Linked DNA regions of Mus musculus: region 1 is linked to region 2. A link is a contact called in public promoter capture Hi-C data. All regions are on one chromosome and are shown on one strand. Each heading gives the region's core, a stretch centred on a gene start, on an enhancer-like site or on the middle of the called end of the contact. The rest is flanking DNA. Distances are from core to core; before and after follow the strand shown.

The links. Promoter capture Hi-C pulls out the DNA fragments that hold promoters and counts their contacts.
Region 1: a contact with region 2 is called in a promoter capture Hi-C map of liver, with 2.5 times the contacts expected there. The contact joins the promoter of Zfp663 here to the promoter of Ywhab in region 2. A contact is called at or near these places in 2 of 39 promoter capture datasets (both in liver).

Annotation. Positions count from the first base shown.
Region 1 is chr2:165,367,165-165,370,223 of GRCm38.p6, reverse strand. It overlaps Zfp663 (zinc finger protein 663), which reads left to right and starts at 1,488. Exons shown (of 6, transcript NM_001379474.1): 1 at 1,488-1,589. Gm29831 (a long non-coding RNA gene) reads right to left here and starts at 3,053. Exons shown (of 3, transcript XR_001783548.2): 1 at 3,011-3,053; 2 at 2,385-2,617; 3 at 1,573-1,865.
Region 2 is chr2:163,993,562-163,996,664 of GRCm38.p6, reverse strand. Ywhab (tyrosine 3-monooxygenase/tryptophan 5-monooxygenase activation protein, beta polypeptide) reads right to left here and starts at 1,468. Exons shown (of 6, transcript NM_018753.6): 1 at 1,300-1,468.

The DNA of each region.
Region 1 (3,059 bases), core at 239-2,738, 1.4 Mb before region 2:
ATCTTATGAGTCCCATCAATCACAGAGGGAGTCAGGGCAGACACCATGGTAGAACACCACTGGTCAGCTAGCTTTTTTTTTTTTTTTAAGATTTATTTATTTATTTATTTATTTATTTATTTATTTATTTATTTAATGTGAGTACAGTGTTGCTGTCTTCAGACACACCAGTAGAGGGCATCGGATCCCATTACAGATGGTTGTGAGCCACCATGTGGTGGCTGGGAATTGAACTCAGGACCTCTGGAAGAGCAGTTGGTGCTCTTAACCACTGAGCCATCTATCTCTCCAGCCCTAAAAATAAATCTTAAAACTACATTGTAAGTTCTACCTACTTCCGTGTATTACTAACATGTTGTAATCTACATTGTAGGTTTTAACAATTGACCTATATCCCACTTTGTGGATTTTCATAGTTTTTGTAACTCAATCCCCCCCACACACACCCACACACACCACCACCACTGCATATTCCAACCAGCAAAAACCAAGAAGAGCCCACCCATCTTTGGATTTAACTCCTTCGCTCACAGCCCTGGAGAGAGAATGACCATGTTAACAAAGCACACACTCCTTCAGAGTGGCCTCCAATTGTTCTGCGAATTACATCCCAAGAAGATATTTATGAGAACGGGCGTTTCTCCAAACTTCAGCCACTCTGCACATCATATTTCCTTACAATCTTCACCTACTGTGAAGGCAAAAAAGTATTTAAAGACTTGCAGTTTTTATCTGAAGTTTATGACCAGCGCCTGCATATTTATTCCTCATTTGCATCTCCCTTTTATTACTAGTCCTTTGTATCCATAGATCATTTTTATGGGACTGTGATCTTCTTACAAATGTGTAAGAGATAATTAAATGGAGCCACTAAACCATTTCTTTCATATGCATATACTTACAAAATATATTTTCCAATCTTATTGTTTTTTTTTGTTTGTTTGTTTGTTTTTTTTTTAGATAAGGTTTGACATTTTTCTAAAGCAAGACTTCCAGTCAAGTCCTTGGGAGCCGCTAGTGTTGATCCCTGCCCATGGATTAAATGAGATAGTTCTTTTCTGTTTCCTATAAAGTGCCTGGTGACACACGGTTAGAATGTCAGGTCCCATCCATATGAGGAATATGCAGTAGTATATGCCCTGCTCCTCTCCCACCCGACCCCCACTCCCCAGGCCCCTAGTTTCCTAAGATGATTTTTTTTAAATGATTTCTTCTTTTTTTGTTTTGTTTTCTTTCCTCCCACTTAGCATCTTACATGGACCTTTCACCTTTATCCATGGTACTTGGCATTCTTAGGAACATTTGGGTTTAAGCCTGTCACAGAAGCAAGGCAACTTTCAAATCAAACTGGAAATACTCTAAATTATTAATTAAAAAATGCCCGATGGGCGGGCGCCGTGGGAACGGAGTCTGGAATGTGATGGAGGCCAAGAGGGTCGCGGGAACGGGTCCCTAGCATCTCTGCTGCGCATGTGCAGTTCATCTTCATTGTTCACTCCCGCGTCCCGCTGAGCGCAGAGGAAACCCTCAGATCCTCGGGGTCTACGCGCTGCTCAGAGACCCGGTCCCCAGGACAGGCGCGCCTAAGGGTGAGAGCCCATTTGGAGGGTTGCATTGCCAGGCTCGGGGAGGCTTACGTGTCAACACCTGCCTCGAGTGTGCTTCGCGCAGGCGGCGGTGGGCTTCTCCAAGGAGAAGAGACAGGGTTTGGTGGTCGGGACAAAGTGAGTTAGGGAAGGCATTCTGATGTCAGAGCTGCTTGCGAGGGCTCCAGGCAAGTGACTTCCACTCTATCATAGGATGAGGATAAAGTCCGATGACACCTGTCCTGGTCAGGTAGGCCAAGAGCAGCAAGGGACCTGTAGCTGAAAAGGCTGTTTTCAGAGTCTTAGTTCAAATTCGAGCACTACTACTGAGTCCCCACGGGCAAGAAAAGGACCTTAAGACTCTGCTCCACTGTCTGTACACGGGTAGGGGTTCTTCCCTGAACCTGCCTCCGGGTTGTTCTGGGCAATGCCTGAGATAGGCTTTCGATGGGATAGTGGCATTTGCTCAGAACCTGAAAGGGGTCTGTCTTCCTTCATGCCCTGTTCATTAAGCCCTGTGCACCATTTGGCTCTAAAAGCCGCTGTTAAAGAGTTCCGAAAGAGAAGAAAGACTGAGGGGGCGGGGCGAAGGGCGTGGTCTGCAGAAGAGAGTTGGGATGCAAACCCCAAATCGGAAGATAGGTTCAATTTAGTTTCCCTCCCTCCCTCCCTCCCTCCCTCCCCCTCCCTCTTATGCGTTATGGTTCACATGGCTCCTCCCCAAGGGCCACAGGACCTGCCTGGAGGGTGGAGGGCTGAGGCTCAATCAAAGCCTCTACACCCTTCTGCCTGGCCCACCTGTCTGTGCCCACTGCAGTTTACAGACAACTAAGTTAGGCTTCCAGAAGTTTTCAGCCTGTACCGGAATCACCAAAGCGCCCAGGCCCAGCAGACAGCTGGGTACAGAACTCCTGAAGTCTGCAAAGAGGCCTCCAAATTCATTTTGGGTGGTGTCACCATTGGTCTGGACATTCACTTGAGAGGGGGCGGGGTACCTTGAAGTCAGATTCAGAGTTCTCTGATCACAGATCCTGTGAGGGAAAAAAAGGACACACCAGAAGCAGGAATCTCCCCAGGGGAGGCCCTTCCTCCTCTCACTCCCCCCTCCCCTCCCTCCTCCCCTCCCTCCTCCCCTCCTTCCTCCCCTTCCGCCTCCCTCCCTCCTCCCCTCCTTCCTCCCCTTCCGCCTCCCTCCCTCCTCCCCTCCCGTCTAGGTTGCAGTGTACCACAGCTGCAGGACAGAGGCCCAAGAAACAGGCAGAGTCCACATTCAGTTTGTGAAGCCCTTGCAGAGCCTTCTTCCTGAACCATCACCCCATGAGACCCCTGCCCTTCAGCAGTGGCGTGCGCCACCTTCCAAAGGGAGGAAGTGAGTTAGGCCAGCCAAGGGAGGCAAGCAAAAGCAGCGCTTGGGCATAGAGTACCTTGGAAGATGGCCAGGAGGTGATATGAGGAGGAAGTGCAGGCAGAGGC
Region 2 (3,103 bases), core at 219-2,718:
TAAGGACATAGATCTTAAAATAAAATAAAAAAATTTTAAAAAGACTCGGGCAACCCAAAGAAATGGATTGCACTGGAGGCAGTCAAGAGAAATCCACCAAGATCCCAGTAATATTCGTATAAATTTCCAGCAGCTAGATGTGAGATGCTGAGTAAGCACGTGTTCAGTCCCATAAACTGTGTGTCTGTATGGTTTCACAGGAACACCTGAGATACAGTGAGAAATGTAATTTTCATATTCTCTTAAGCGCTACACCTTTCTGCACCGGCTCCCGGGATTTTAGAGATTTGTAACATCTTGCCAGATTCCACCTCCCACACCAGGCAAGTAAAATCAAGAGTCCAGTGCTATCTAGTCTCACCAGAGAAAATGTACTGAAGGCAAGGACATGAGCCATGCATTTTTACAGAGGTTGGCAAATTCTCACCAACGCTGCCACCTTTGGAATCCTCGATGCACGCATGTTCTCCATTTGCAACAGACCCAGATGCGCTCATCTTGCAAAAAAGGGTCCACATCTTGCCTACTCCTTCCTCAAACACTGAGGTTACTAGACAAATTTCAAACAATATATAACATATACACACACACACACACACACACATATATATATATATATGCCACAAAAAAGTGTATGGATGAATTTGGGGCATGGACACACGAGATTCTGGCAGTAAAAGACGACAAATATCAAGAGAAAAGACTCAATTCTCAGCCTGATCTTCCCCCACCCCATTGGGAATCCGGTTTGAGTCAGTGAAAGGTTCAGATAAATCCATTTCTTAATTCAAACCTCAACCCTGCTGTCAGGGAATCTCGGGTCCAGCTGGGTTTCCCACACCAGCGATGATGAAACAGCTTTACTGCAAAGTGGGAGAGGGATTCGCCCCAGCTGTCGCCAAGGTTAAACCCTTACTCATCCAGGGGAGTGCGGCAGGGGCGTCGCGGCTCGGGAACTCGCCCGCCTTCGACTAACATTTCAATTTTTGAAAGCCACAAAGAATGAGAGAGGTTGACAGGCCCAGAAGGATGGCTCGGGGCCCGAAGGGAGCAGGCAGGGGCGGCGCCGAGCAGAGATGGTGCCGGAGGGGGGGAGCCTGCGGCCCAGCGGTCCCCAGCCGCGCAGGCCTGGCCGCACCCCGTACGGCGCGCCGAGAGAGAAGCCCGGGCTTCCCGCGGAGGCGCAGGCCTGGCCGGAAGCGGGGAGGGGCGGCAGTAAGCCTGGCGGCGACAGTGAGCCTGGCCGCAGCCCGACAAGGGGCTTTGGGCTGGGGCCCCTGGGAGCCACGCCGCACTCACCGCGGAGGACTGGAGGGAGCAAAGGCGCTTCCGGGAAGATCAGAGGGCAGCGACTGCGTCCTTCCCGGGCTCACTCCTCAGGCGGGGCTGGCGGCAGCGGCGGTGGCAGCGACCGTAGGGGCAGTGGCGGCGGTGGCGGCGGCGGCTACCCGGCTCCGGAATCGGCGGCGGCGGTGGCGGCGGCGGCAGCTGCACTTCCGCTCTGGCCACCACTTCCGCTCTAGCCCAAGTCCCGCCCCACCCTGAGTCGATTCCTCATTGGGTGAATGAGGCACGGGGTTGCTCCGTCCTCCTGAAAAGGGCGGTGATAGCCAGGAGGAGGGGATGTCAGGGAGGACCAAGAGGGAGCGGTCGTGGGAGGACGCAGAGCCTGGGTGGGAGCGAGGAGGGGGCGGACGCAGGGAAAGGAAGTGGGGCGGGGGAGCAGGAAAAGGAGGAAGAAGAGAGGGCGGGGCCGAGGTGGCCGCCCCAGGGCTGGGATGTGTGAGAACAGGGCGGGCTCCGGGAGGGCAGGGTTCGGAAGCTTGGAGCGGTCTTGGTTGAGCCTAGGATCGTCTGTTCCTACCCAACCCTGAAAATAATTCTCACGGGGTCGGAGAGCCTAGCAGTGCTTTTAGCTGTGCGTTAAGGGAATGCTTGTAACTAAAGGAGAACAGACAGCCCTCCATTTTCAGTTAGTTCACCTTTCAGTCCTAAAAGGTACTTACTGTTCTTTTCCTAGACCAAGGACGCTTCATGAAGTACCAGGAACAGAACATTTCCAAGGTCTTAATAAAAACAGAAAAACAAAACAAAAAAACCAGTGTACATCAGTTCTTCGTTGAGATTCCCTGGTCCCCAAGTATCCTTCAAAGGGAAATCGTCAGAGACAGAACCCTGGGATCCCCAAACGGCTTTCAGTGTTACCTAAATTTTATTACTACTTCACTCAAGCCTGTTGACCCTTAAGTCTAGCCCTTCAAAATACCTCCACCACCACGCCTTCGTTCATTTCCCACAAATTCCGTGTGGCAATTTTCAGAGTGCTGGGGAGTACAGCAAGACTTGCGTCTTGAAGCTTACAGTTTTTAGAGAAAGAACAAAGTAATAGGCCTTTGTCATTTCTCCTTTTACCCTCACTTAGCTTAATGACAGACTTCAAATTCACCGCTTGACTCTCCAGCCCTGCCCCCATCAAGTACCAAATGATCTTTTCAATGTCATTCTGTGTCCGCTGCTTTGAAACCCATCGCTGATGGCTCCGACTTAATAGTTCCCTGGGCGAGACAATCAGAGCTCTGTCCTTACCCATTATCAGCACCCCAGTTCATTTATATAACTCCCCATCCTCCCAATGTACTGTTCCAGAATGAATAAACACTTTGAGTTAGCTGCTGTCTTAGCTAGGGTTTCTATTGCTGTGATGCTGGGGAGGAAAGGGTTTATTTGACTTACACGGCCAAATTATTCATTACCAAAGAAGTCAGGACAAGAACTCAAACAGGGCAGGAACCTGGAGGTAGGAACGGATGCAGAGGCCATGGAGGAGAGATGCTGCCTTGCTCAGCCTGCTTTCTTATAGAACTCAGAACCATACAAATCAGATTTCTATGGACAGAAAACTGCTGTCTACATTTCTATATGGTAGCTGGGACTATGGAGTGGCTGTCTACTTCAGATTGGGTGTGTATACACAGACTTTCTAGGGTATAAAGGTCATTTTCAAGTCTTTTGTACAGACATTTGTTCTTTAGATGCAGACCACATCAGTCCTGAACCAAGTACAACAACTTTTAACTTGAATGAGATTAAGAGTGCATTGTGT